Regions from separate parts of the Mus musculus genome. Here region 2 is linked to region 1. The links are chromatin contacts, called in public Hi-C maps. All regions are on one chromosome and are shown on one strand. Each heading gives the region's core, a stretch centred on a gene start, on an enhancer-like site or on the middle of the called end of the contact. The rest is flanking DNA. Distances are from core to core; before and after follow the strand shown.

Evidence for each region. Hi-C and Micro-C count contacts between places; a contact is called where the count stands out from the background.
Region 2: a contact with region 1 is called in a Hi-C map of cortical neurons, with 2.3 times the contacts expected there. The contact joins two enhancer-like sites. A contact is called at or near these places in 3 of 484 Hi-C or Micro-C datasets (cerebral cortex and cortical neurons) and 1 of 115 datasets of contacts at active chromatin or transcription factors (neural progenitor cells).

The regions. Positions count from the first base shown.
Region 1 is chr13:25,182,614-25,189,627 of GRCm38.p6, reverse strand. It overlaps Dcdc2a (doublecortin domain containing 2a), which reads right to left. Exons shown (of 10, transcript NM_177577.3): 8 at 1,852-1,952. Among named protein-coding and RNA genes, the nearest start is that of Nrsn1, 84 kb to the left of the region's middle. Within about 2 kb of position 2,192, at least 44 of the 459 cell types and tissues checked have an H3K27ac peak or open chromatin away from gene starts, as enhancers often do. A contact at or near this core is called in cortical neurons, where this site is marked.
Region 2 is chr13:25,674,119-25,681,126 of GRCm38.p6, reverse strand. It overlaps the pseudogene Gm11350. Among named protein-coding and RNA genes, the nearest start is that of Gm11351, 290 kb to the left of the region's middle. Within about 2 kb of position 2,671, at least 10 of the 459 cell types and tissues checked have an H3K27ac peak or open chromatin away from gene starts, as enhancers often do. A contact at or near this core is called in cortical neurons, where this site is marked.

The DNA.
Region 1 (7,014 bases), core at 943-3,442:
GAGATCCATCCTCCCTCCCCATGCCCCTCTCTCCAAAGCACACAACACCTAGGCAAACAGATGCCCCTCACATTGCTTGAGAAGAGGTTTTGACTTTAGAATATAAATTAGTCTTAGCTTTGACAACTAATAAATTTTGTGCATACATGATTACTCTTCTTTGTCCGAAAATATAATATTTAATTATGGTTTCACACAAGACTTAAAACTGTGTTTTCTCCCAGGGGGAAAAAAACTACAACTGGGGTTTATGAAAAATTATTAGTGAGAGCAAATCCTAGAAAATAAATTGGATTTTTGAAATCTGTGAAGTTTAGCACAACAGGATTTTCACTGGGAAGAATGCATGCAGGAAGTATGGGAGAATAGTCAGAAGTCAGCCTCACTGCCACCCTGATAAGACAAACACGCGTGGGAAGATCGCTCGTGGACCTGCCTGATTGTGAAATTTGCTTTTAGAAAAGGAAATAGCACACAATAGTCACAGGACACATGGCAATTCCTAGTGACTTCTACCTTTCTCCAGAGTCTCACACTGAACCCCAGTCCTCAAGTTATAATTGTAATGATCATATTAAAAAGTGCAACAGGGAGTATTTTATTAATTTATTTCTTTTGGACACAGGTATCAATTTTTTTTAAGTTCTCCAAGCTATTTCAATATGGAGCCAGGCTTGATATAGCAAAGCAATGTAATGTATACACTGATGGTACCAGGTACAATAGTTTGGTTAGACGGCTGCTGCCTTATTTATAATCTCCTTTAGAATACAAGTGGACTCCTATGTGTGAACTCATTTTGGTACATACAGTGGGGCTTTCAAAGGTTCACTGTATTATTAATATGAACTCTGCAAGATCTTTCAGTGTAAAAAATAAAAAAGTGAAGGGAAGAGAACTATGCTGTAATTCATATAATTCAAATTTAATAAGGAATTACTATAAATAAAAAAATGCATGGTAGGGTCTAGGGAGTTGGCTCAGTGGGTAAGAGCGTGCTAAGCAAGCATGAGGACGTCAGATGCCCAGAACCCACATGAAAGGCTAAGCAGGGCACACATCTTTGACCCAGTGCTGAGAAGGCAGGGACGGGTGGATCCTCAGGGCTTGCCAGCCAGCTGTCTAAGCAAACTAGTGAACTCCAGGTTTGCTGAGAAACCCTGTCTCAAAAGTAAGACAGAAAACAACTGAAGAAGACTCTCAGTGTCTACCTCTGACCTACACACACACACACACACACACACACACACACACACACACAAGGGGGGCTTGGGCATATGAGCACACATAAGCACACGGATAACTGGCTTACTTCTTGAAGTTAGCCAGAATTAACATGTCTTAATTTCTTCTGTTAGCATACCTTCCTGTAACACAAATAAGTCCACTGTCCCCCTGGCCTAGGAAAGGACATTACTACACACATAGAAAACATTTGAGTTCTATTTATGTGAGCAGTTCCTTTACAAAAGAAGAAGAGAAATCTAACCACAAAAAATATTGAAGACCCTGAAGGAGAGACTATCATGGCATTTTTAAAACACGTTTTCTTTTAGAAAATGACTTTTTCCTAAGATTAAAATTCCCAGCCAGTGCTTCGTTTTTAAATCGGACTTTGTGAGCTTGTGGCTCACATCCAGCTCCCTCTGTTTTGTCCTGCTTATTAAGAACATACCACTTCCACATTGAAGAGAGGCAGGTGGGTATTTTCTGGAGGAGTACCAAGAAGAACTTGGTATACCTCAGAAGTCATTTGACCTCTTGGCGCCTGAGTGTAGGGGGTCGGGGCCGGAGGGGGTAACAAGGCCATCACTGCTGGGTTCTGTGAATGTTTAGAGGCAGGAAGATTACCTGGTCCACTGGAACCTCAACCTGGGTGTCTTCATCTTCTTGAACTTCTGCTGCCCCCCTTGTTTCAGATCTCTCTGCTCCAGCTTTGAAAATGCCTTCACCTGTGGAGACAAACTCATATGAAAAAAAAAAAAACAAAATCCAATCGTGACATCGTGTGGCTGAAAGCTGACATTACAGTAAAATACCTAAAGAGGGATATGTAGATTTCAGTTCCTCTTAAAGATCCTGGGCCCCGATCATTATGCTTTAACTGAGAGGAGGTCCTGTGGCCAGAGGAAGGAGAGCAGAGCTCTGCTGGAATGGCTGCCTGCTCACACACTGCTGCTGACTGGTGCCGCCAGTCGCCAGAGATGGAAAAGCCTCCTGGCTGGACCCCAGTCCCCTCCTACCCAGCAATCAGTGACAACGTTCCCTGTGTTACAATACATTTAAGAGTTTCCATTTCCCTGGAGATTGCTATGCATTCAATATAATGTAGGCAAGCGATTCTCTTTATTGAGGGGAGGGAATCGTGTTTTTATTGCAACAGGCTCATGCACACAGTGGACTTTCTGCGGAAAATCAGCGTGCTCTAGCTTTGCAGATTTCTACAGGATTTTTCACAACCTGTGGCTTTAAGCTCTGACAACAGAAGAGACCTAAGCCCCTAGGGATTTAAGCTAAGCTCCTGTAACTTGCTTCCCTTTGCAAAGCAGCAATCTCTGTTGAAGAACTTTTAATGTCTCCCCTCGGGGGGCCTTCCCTTCTCCAGTCCCAGTAATCAAATCCTAGAGCCATCTGTCATTCTGTCTGTCTACTTGCTTCCAGACAGATTTAGTGCTTCAGCCACCCTCACAGATGTCTTCTTTGCCTAATTTTTAAGGCTCCCCAAGGATGGAAATGTTACCTCCTTTACGCTACTCCAGTGTTTGATTATCCCTGCAGCCTAGAAACTGATCCTGTCTTCTGTAACAAAGGCATGATTGTTAGAAAAATTACTTAATGCATGCCACATGACACCACACATTGCTAAAGGTCCAAGGTCAATCTTAACTATATGCAAAATGTATGTTTACATTTGTTGAGGAATAACCATACATAAGACACCAACACTGTAGTGTAAGACATGAATGAGACTTAGTTCCTAGACTGGGATGTAGGTCAGTGCACTCACGCTGTAGAGCACTCACACTGATGTAATCTGCTCCCTGTGGCTGCTTACAGCCCAACAAAGTGAGAGACACTGAACAGTGCAAAGTTGCTCAGAGGTCAGGGGTCTCATAGGTAAGAGGGCAGCAGCTGAACTGTTTCCTCTGGCATTAGGGAAGAGGGCTGGAGTGGAGTGAAATGTCTACCAGGCTCAACTGAAACCAAAACCAGTAGCAGAGGGAAGAGCCCACTGGGATGCTAATTCATTCTCATTATAAATGTTACTAAGGTGGTGGTGCTATACATTCTTAGGGAACATGCATTTCTTAAAAGTAGTGTTGTTATTCGTCTTGCTATAACATGTATACAGTTTGGGAAAGTTAGACGATGAAGGAAATAAATCCCTTCCGATACCTCATGGTCCAGAGACAGCAATTGCCAACATTTTCCAACACCCTCCTCCTCTTACTCCCCTTTTTCTTCCTTGTCTTCTCCTCTCTCCTCTCTCTCTCTCCCTCTCAAACAAATAAAACTTGAAATGTATAAGTCACTAAGTACTTTAAAATTATATCATGAGCACTTATCAAGACATTAAGTGTTCCTTGAAAACATTAAAAGTATGGCGAGACTGTGCCATAATTGCTAATGCAGATCGGATCTTGAAACAGATAGGAGACATTGTAAGAAGTTGATTGATGTCTAACTGCATTGAGATTAGTAAAGAAACGCCACTCTGGAATTAGGAAGCAGATTGTAGAGGTTCAGCCCCTGGTAGAGGAGGACCCACAGGCAAGTGCTATCTCCCTCTCTGTGTACACAGCAGAAGCAAATATCTCGCTTCTGATTCTTGTTTTCTAAGAGTAAGCCTAGAGCACTGTACACAGTAAGTTCACAGTGAGCATTTATTGAAAGTAAGGCGAAAAGCAAGCTCCAGGCTTACTCTTCTTCTCACATGTCAATCCCTTCCTGTTGATGCCCCCTCCTCACGTGCCGCTGCTCCAGACACTTTGTGGGTGTTTTGTTCCTTTCCACACTGTTCTCTCCGAGCACAGGATGCAACTGTACCATCTCCCTCTGCAGTATCTAATTGGATTCCCCTCCTGCCTCCTGGTTAAGGAAATCTCACCTTGCTATCTCCCTTCCCACCCCATCTCTTACCATCTAGTTAATCATGCCTGCAGGACTATCCTGTATCTTTGGCCCTCATCTTATGTATCTCTCCTACTGGACCATCCTGTATCCTTGGCCCCCATCTTATGTATTTCTCCTACTGGACCATCCTGTATCCTTGGCCCCCATCTTATGTATCTCTCCTACTGGACCATCCTGTATCCTTGGCCCTCATCTTATGTATCTCTCCTACTGGACCATCCTGTATCCTTGGCCCTCATCTTATGTATCTCTCCTACTTTGCACTCCATTGACAGAGCCTCCCCTACATCTGCCAAAGCTTCATCTCCTGTCCTAGACGATGTACATCAGTAGGGTGTGCCTGGATTGTTTCATAGCCTACATCACCATGTCCACTTCATGTTCTCTCTCTTGTCCATACAGAAGTCCTGGTATCATCTAACCCTCAGTTCAAATCACATCCAATGTTAATACTCTATAAAGATCACTTCCAGTGCCACTCCTGACCACAGAGCCGAACAGAACCAGTTATTTATTCCCTCCCAGGAACCCATCATCTCACAGTCTTTATTCATAAATCATTGTTTTGTTTATCAGCTTCTATTCCTTACTCTGTTTTGGTCCCTGATGTTCTACAAATCCTTCAGGTGGAGGCCACTGCTTTTGTCTTTGCAAGTCCTAGTGCCACAATGGCTGCCTTCAAACAATAGGTTTGAGAAAATGTTTGTCAAGCTAAACTGACAGTACCAAATAATATAAGTAATATGTAAACATCAAACTGGTCTACAAATGTTATCTGTAAAAGAATTTCAGTGTGCATGTACCTGTGGGGAAGATGGGGCATTCATGTTGTCTTCGAAAGTAAAAGTAAACACACACACACACACACACACACACACACGTGCACATACACATACATATACATATTTTATATGTGTTCTGTGAAAATTTAGGTAAATAAACAATACTATGACACATTGTGACTTTTTCAGATATCTTTATTGCTATTTAACCTCCTCACTTTTCTCCCGTATTTATTTCCCTAATCAAAGCTCCCCTCCTGCTGTTTCTCTCTTCCAGCCACTTCTACCCTGTTTAAACCCTGTTCTCCTTGTGGCTTAAATGAATCTTCCCTTCTGGGCTGACAGGCGTGAGAGGTCCCCTTTGAAGCTGTCAGTCAGAATCCTGATGACCAGAGGTCCAAGAGAGAGGCAACACTAGAAGCCACGAATGGAGTGCAGGGGAAGACATGTCACAACAGGGAAGTCAAACTCAATACTGGTCTAGTTCTAACTCTGCTGTAGATTTGTCTCATGTGGGGGGGGAGGGCACAGGGAGAGGTGGATACGTACATCACAATGTAACTGGTAATGAAAGTGTATCATACAAACCCAAGTCCCATGATGTCAGAATGGCCATTCTACCTATACAGAACTTCACTGACCTGTGTACACTTTGAGTTTTGCTAATCTCATGGCATGAGGGTGTTTTTGTTTTGTTTTGTTTTGTTTTGTTTTGTTTTGTTATACAAGTTCTCCAAAATAAAGTTTTAATTAAAAGACTAAAATAAAAATTATTTGATTTGGGCTTGAGACATGGCTCAGTTTACACAAGCACAAGGATCTAAGACCACACTCCAGCACCCATGTTAAACAGATAATCAGGAAGGGGAAGAGGAGGGGGAAGGGGAGGGGGAATCGAAGGGGGAAGGGTAAGGGAAGCGGGAGGGGAAGACGGAGGGGGGAGACAATAGCAGCAGCCATGTGTGGCAGATCCTAGAGGTGCCCCAGGGCTCACTACCCAGCTAGTTAGCCAAATCAGTGAGCTCCAGATTCAGTGAGAGACCCTGTCTCAAAAAACAAGGTGGGAAACTCTTGTGAAATGGTGAAGACACCAGAGGTTACTCTCTGGCCTCTACACAGACACACACACACACACACACACACACACACACACACACACACACACACACTATTTAATTCATCCCACAGCCTGGAAACCCTCCAACACCCTTCCGTCACACCTTAGAACACAAATTTCTCACCGTGGTGTAAAGAATTGGGATTGGAAGGCTGGAGCTATGGCTCAGCGGTTAAGAGCACTGACTGCTCTTCCAAAGGTCTCAAGTTCAATTCCCAGCAACCACATGGTGGCTCACAACCATCTGTAATGGGGTCCGATGTCCCCTTCTGGTGTGTCTGAAGACAGCTATAGTGTACTTGCATACACTAAATAAATAAAATAAATATTTTTATTGGGATTGGGCAGCTGAGCTGTGTACGAGCATGTCATACTGATTCCCTTTCCTGTACACACACACACTGACCCTTCATTCTGTCCCCAACAGAAACCCCACTACCATCATGTGGCTTTGTACCTCCCACACCCTCTGTCCCTCTTCACTTGATGAGTATGCCTTGCCATTCTGTTCTCGGAGAAGCATCCTTCACTGCGATGCCCGCAGCCAGAACACAGGGTCTCCTTCTTGTGCTCTGCCTGGTGCTCATTGATTTGCCAACTTCCTGTCCTCCACTTCCTCCCAAAGCGGAGAGCAGGGTGTGTCCAGCTCAATCACTTCTGCCTCCATCGATGAACAGAACCCAGCACAGACATCAAAAAAAGATTGTTGGAAAAATGATTGGACACTGAGTTATGCTTGTACATGTGAGGAGCCAACCACACTCGTTTCATTCTCTGTCCTAACAGGCCTTTCTCCCAGGCTGGTCACACTTGGTAGTATAGCATGTGAACAGAGATGGGGTCAAGAGGAATAGAGAGGATCAAAAAGATTGAAGTGCAACCTTGACTGGGATGGATGAATTATTACGTCAAAGCTTAAACAGTCATCATCCCTGCCAGATGCCCACATCAGAATACAGGGAAACTGAGGCCACCTTACAG
Region 2 (7,008 bases), core at 1,422-3,921, 490 kb before region 1:
CATCAGTACTGCAATGAAGAGCTGGGAAGATGAACATGATCTTTCTGATATCAAAGAAGACAAACTAAAAGGAAAGAGGACGAATCTCCAACACAGCAGATTTTTTTTTTTTTTTTTTTTTTGCCTAGACACTAAAAAGTGTCTTTGCCAAATACTATAATGTAACTACAAATCCCAAGCTCTTTACTACCACAGCTGGGGCTCATCAGCAAGAGGGAGAAACTGTTTTAAATTTGGACCAGTGTGATGTGAACATCTTTAAATCCTTCGTAATTAGTGTTGCAATGATCATCCAAAGTCAATTGCTTGCTGTTTCTAATCCAGGGTACATTGTGAACTATATACTTTGAAAGGTATATTCGGCTTCCACAAAATCTGTTCTACTGGAAGTCACTTCCTCTAGATTTCTCTCAGTTCCAATGAATGATGGAGAAATTGCTGTATTACATTCAATAACCTGTCACTGGATAGTGTGTAGGTTGTTTGGGTTATAAGATGAGTCTAGTATGCCTGGATGGAGTGGGATGATCATTGCTGACAGCTCTTTCATGTATGTTCATGAGCATAGGTACTCAATCAAATAAGAAGTGACAAAAAGTGATTCAGAAGCCAGTGCTTGGCAAGTGCTTCTGAGGTCATGACTCCTGGGCATTAGATAACCTGGGGCAGATTTGGCAAAAATGTAATGAAGACCCGTAGATGGTTTTATCCAATTTCTAAAGCATGGTTACGATTCTCTTCAGAATAAAAAATAATGGCTCTCTCAGTGAGCTTTGCATTTTGGGACAAATATGCAGTCTCAAATACTGACTTCTCAAATATGACTCTTATTCCTGAAAAAGGAAGGTTTCTAATTGAGGAAGAATGCATTTTGGGCTACACAAGGACCTGCCATCCTGAAATCTGGCCCTTCACTGTTGAGGCTGCACGAGGACTTCAGTTGGAGGTTTTTCCTGTTGTCCTTTCTGGCTGATCTGTGATGGAAATGCTAATAATATGAAGGTCTAGACAGGAATTCAACACATTAAACTTAGAAATATTCATGGCTTACAAACCCAACTCAAACACCTATCCTGAAGTTATTTATCGTTCCAAAGCAGTTAGTGTCAAATAGTTCAATTGCCTCTGAGATTCCAGTGAGGACTATATACCAAAGAGCCAACTTCAATGTTTTCTTGGATACAAGGTAAAAATAAACAAATAGATAGAAGCATAGATAGATACTGATAGTCTTCTGTATGACTGTGCTTATGGACTATGTTTCATGTGTTATATGCATTTATAATTACATAGCCATATAAGAGAATTCAAATATAAACAGAAGCACTAACAATCTGAGTGCTGTAAAACACCCCAAGTTTCAAATAGTGGGAGGATCTGAGAAGATAGGTTAGTTCAGTGAGTATGAGAACTATGCATTCATAAGGAAAATATTTATAATGTGCATAATATAAAAGCTCAGACATGTCTGAACACACCTATAATCCCAGCACCAAGGGCCAGAGGCAAGGCATATCCAGCATCTTCCGGTCTAGCCAGCTCTGAACCTTCATTTCACTGAGGGACTGTCTGAAAAGAATGAATAGAAAGCAACAGAGGAAGACACTCAACCTTCTCCTCTGGCCCCTCCTCTCCAGTGCATTCCATCTCTACCCACACATCCACATATGCACAATATACCAAAGGAAAAGAAAGAAGACCTTCAAAAAATGGGGTGGAAAGGTTAAACAATGAAAACAAATGAAAAACTACAAAGGCAAGAAGGATAGTGTGATGGTTTTAATGAGATGAGAACCATAAATCTAGGACATTTGATATGGTTCCCAATTGGTGGATGTTTGGATAGGCTTAATGGTGTGGGCTTGATAGAGGAATTACATTACCAAGGTTGGTTTTGAGCTTTCAAAACATTCATGCCATGTCAAATGAGGTCTCTCTGTTTCTTGTTTGTGGTTCAAGATTTGAGCCCTCAGCATCACTTGTCACTTACTGCCTCTGCTCTGATATCTTTGTTTTAATCTCCTGGAACACCAAGTCCATAATGAATTGTCTTTTCTGTGAGATGCTTTGGTCATAGTATTTCATTAAAGCTAGAAATTAGCATGTGTTGAAGTGACAATACACATGACTTGATATGCAATTTTTTCTACACATGCCAATGAGATATCAAAGGACTTTGTGACGTTCTTATGATCTGTCATTAAATTCTTGTTCATGAATTTCTATTGAGTAGTTGCTAATGTAGATGATATCAAATACACTTTTGGAACTTGTATGATGTATTTTGAATAAGTCCAAAAAAGTTTCAAACTGAATTTCAGAACATTTTAAATGAATATTTGAGTCACAGGCAGGTCATGTGGACTATGAGATGAAAATTTTGCATCCTGTTGGTGACATTCATAGCTGAATTCTGGTGAATATTCATGTTAATGAGTAAGAAGAGATCCATTCTCTGTCATAGCTGTTTAAGCAATAAAATTTTGCACTGAATAATCAGCAGAATGAATCAATGTGCCCTTCGGTATGCAGGGTGGGAATGTTTTTCCCCACAGGTCATGGGAAAAGTCAAAGATTAAATAGGAAATGTAGTTGAGCTCTCCTTAGCAACAATCTAATTTTATATCCTTCCAAACTCACTACCACAGTCACGCTCTCCTGAGAAGGATGGGGTTATTTCTATCCTGAGTTCCTGTTTCTAGAATACAGTTTTGCAAGAGTTCTATATTCAGTGCACAAAAGTAGGGCACCTTCTGCAAAAATAAAGAGTAGCTCTTGTTCCTAAGAGCTTATCACCCAAAGGCACTAGTAATGTGAAATGTTGAGTAGCTACACAGCAGCAAATGGCAGAAAACTAGTCAGTATTTTTAGAAAATATAATTTCCCCAGAGAGAAAAAGATTAGTAAATTCAAACTAGAAACCCAAGTTTAAAGGGGGGGGGGAGTACTTTCAGGATGAGGGCCATTATTTGAGATGTAGACGCTTAAGGAGACAGGATTGGTTGCCCCTTTCATGTGACACTATTTTGAGGGAGATGCAAATGAGTATTTACTCAGTCCAGATAAAGTATTGATGACAGAGCAAGGTAATGATAGCATAAAAGTCCAACTTGGTGAACCAATGATTTCATTAGGGTCAGTCCCAAGAGTGTGTGTGAGAGATTACCTACAGGACCAAGGATGACTCAAAGTCAGCTATGCACCCAGCATGGGGTGACAGCTCATGAAAACATGAAACCTGGGACTCTTTGCATGATTTGTAGGTAGCTCAGCAGGATACAAATTCTTCTTTCCTTGGCACCCTTTATTGCTAATATAGCCTTGCACATATAACAAGTTTCTGGGACTTCCTGAGACTTCTGTATTGTTTACTTGCAGCATCATAACCTACCTCTCTTTAGAAATTTAAACTTCCTGTGTCTTATGGGGGCTCATTTTAGACCTAAATGAGCTTTCCTCCAGGATGGAATATTTCACTTACAAGGCCACTGCTACACAACAATGGCATGTCTAGTTAGGGCCTCATTGCTACCATGTCCAGGCCTAATATTAACATCTATTATAAGAGCATTTCATATCTGTGCCCTAACAAACTGATATATTTGCCGGGAGAAGGTGGTTAATATTAAAGACTGTCATGATTTCATTTTGTCATCCTTACTGCTAGAAAGCACAATGAGAATGACAGGGTATGTTAATATTCATGTCATGCATGGAAATTTGCATCATGTTTCATTATTACTAGTTTCAAAATTCCATCACTATCATTATTGGCTAGGTTCTAAAACACCATGAGGTACATAAGGAAGATTATTCTCCTGCCTAAACAGACACTAAGATTTCCCATGACCACAGAAGTCCAAGCAAAAAATCTGGAACTTGAATCCATTGTCTGCTTTACCCAGATGATCACATACTCACTCTGGTGGTTCATATGACCTCCACAGTACCCACCAGGGCCTTCTCAGTACCAACTAAGGTCTTCTCAGTACCCACCAGGACCTTCTCAGTACCCATCATGATCTTCTCAGTACCCGCCAGAAGTTTTACATCCTTTTTCCTACAGAAATGTTTATTATTTTCTCAGTTTTGATGTTCTAGTATATTTGTCTCTTTTTTTTTCTTTTGTTTTTTTCCAATTTTTTATTACATATTTTTCTCAATTACATTTCCAATTCTATCCCAAAAGTCCCCCAAACCCTCCCCTCCCCAGTCCCCTAACCACTCATTCCCACTTTTTGGCCCTGGTATTCCCCTGTACTGGGGCATATAAAGTTTGTGTGTCCAATGGGCCTCTCTTTCCAGTGAGGGCCGACTAGGCCATCTTTTGATACATATGCAGCTAGAGTCAAGAGCTCCGGGGTACTAGTTAGTTCACAATGTTGTTGCACCTACAGGGTTGCAGATCTCTTTAGCTCCTTGGTTACTTTCTCTAGCTCCTCCATTGGGGGCTGTGTGACCCATCCAATAGCTGACTGTGAGCATCCACTTCTGTGTTTGCTAGGCCCCGGCCTAGTCTTACAAGAGACAGCTATATCAGGGTCCTTTCAGCAAACACTTGCTAGTGTATGCAATGGGGTCATCGTTTGGAGGCTAATTATGGGATGGATTCCTGGATATGGCAGTCTCTAGATGGTCCATCCTTTTGTCTCAGCTCCAAACTTTGTCTCTGTAACTCCTTCCATGGGAGATTGTTTCCAATTCTAAGAAGGGGCAAAGTATCCTAAAACAAAAGGATATACCTTCTTCTCAGCACCTCATGGGACCTTCTCCAAAATTGACCATATTTGTCTCTTTTAAATGGTTATAACTTTTAACATCTTTCTATTATATTGTAATTTTCATTTAAAATATGGTCATATTTTTATGTCCTTTATGGTATTTGTGGTTATGTGGTTAATGGTTTTTAGTCTCTCTCTCTCTCTCTCTCTCTCTCTCTCTCTCTCTCTCTCTCTCTCTGTGTGTGTGTGTGTGTGTGTGTGTGTGTGTGTGTGTGTGTTACATTTGCTAGCTCTTTTGGAGGCCAGAAGTTGGTGATGGATTCCATGAAGTTGAAGGTACAGCCAGTTTTGAGCCAGTGAACTGGGTGCTAGGAACCTAATTCTATCTCTGCAAGAGCAGTAAGTGCTCTTAAGCCCCGAAACATCTCACCAGTCCAGATGGCGAATTTACCATTGTTTTATACTTTCCACTGTTAGATAGTATGACTGCTTAGGTCGCTTTTTTTTTTCATTTTTAGCAGCTTTGATGAAAAGTTTCATAAATGGTATTTTTTTACATTATTTCCTTATGATACATGTCTAGGAGTTGAATTGTAATAGCTCAAAGAAATGTTTGTAACGGTATGGCTTTTATATCCATTGCCAAATGTCTTTTCAAACATTTATAATCAATTCACACTGCTAATAGTGACATAGGAAGAAGTAAGCTCATGGCTCATTCTGTCTTCCTTCTATAAACTAATAAGACAAAGCATAAACTTAATTCATTAAGCAAACATTCATTCAAAAGCAACTATAATCTGCAAATTTTCAACCTGGTAATGCAGAGGTAAATAAAGATACCATTAAGATTATACTCAAGAAATTTAGACAATTTTCCTATGAATAACTTCAGAAACTCAGGAGCCAGAACCACGTGCAGTGAGAGCACATATGTATTTGCTAGACAGATTTTTTAAAAAGGATGCGAGTGGTGATAGCTCCTTGGCTCTATGTGGTTGCGTGTAAAGTATGTCGTTCTGACTCAGTTGTCAACGCCTTTGTGAAAAGGTCACATCTATCTGTTCATGACACCCTACAAACCATATTCATAAGCTTTTTAATGTTTCCCAGATAAGACCATCGAATAGGAGCCTAAGCCATCTTTCTTTACAAATTTTTAGGGAAAAAGTCATTATTTTTTTCTGATGCACCAGAAGTCATATGGTGGTAAAGAAAAGTACTGAAACAAAAATCACAACTTCCTGCTTTAGTCTGTCTAAACCACTAACTAAGCAATCTTGCAAGAAACCTAACTGGTTTGTGTCTCATAAAGTGCTCTGAAATGCTTTCTCTGTCCATTCCACACTTTCTTTATATAGCTATTGTTCCCATCACAAGTTAGATCTCTGCTTCCAGCACACAGGCTTCTCAGGTTGTTCTCCCATCTATACTATCATCTTGCTTAACCACAATACAGATTCCAAGTCCAGCTCACAGCACCACACCATGTGCTCCATCTTTATGGTTAAGGATACACTTCAGTAGGTAGAGTGCTTGCTTGGCATACACAAGACCATGACCACAATTCTCTGTATTCTGTATAGTTGCTAGATCCAGCCATTGGGAGGTAAAGGTAGAGGAAAGAGGCAAACAAGCTTAAGGTATATTGGGACTTGGAGGATAGCGTGTGATATATGAAAGACAATAGCTCTGCCTCTTATTATCCAGGCTACACTGATAGTCTTTCTTGTAGAATGTTAATAGTACAAAATTCAGGTTTTTATTGGGACTTCTTTAAACTGTTATCTACATTTACATCTATCTCACTTTCTCACACTAACTCTACCTGGTTGATTGAAACAGATGGTAAAAGTTTGTGTCACCCTTCATTAACCATTAGTGTGTGAGAAGCATGTGTTTAAAGGCAATGGAAAGCAACAAAGGATTAGAAATTTGAAAATACATAGTGCTAGAGAAATGAAGAGACAGGAGAATTCTAATGTTTTGACAATCTGACATGATTAATTTAGATACACAAACTGTGTGTATACTGAGGAGGTCCCAAACACCACAGTAAAAGCTACTGAGCAGCAGTGCTTGACAGAAGCCTGACCAAGTCCTTAGATAAAGCTTGCCTCTGTAGAGGAAGGGGATGCTAGTAGACAGGATAAGAGAACAAAAGTATCATTGAGAACACCCATACCCAGCTACAGAAACTGAAAAATGTGGATAGAAACACAATATAAACAAAAATTCAAACTGTATAACTGAAGACTGATTTATAAAACAATGAAGTCTTTTAATT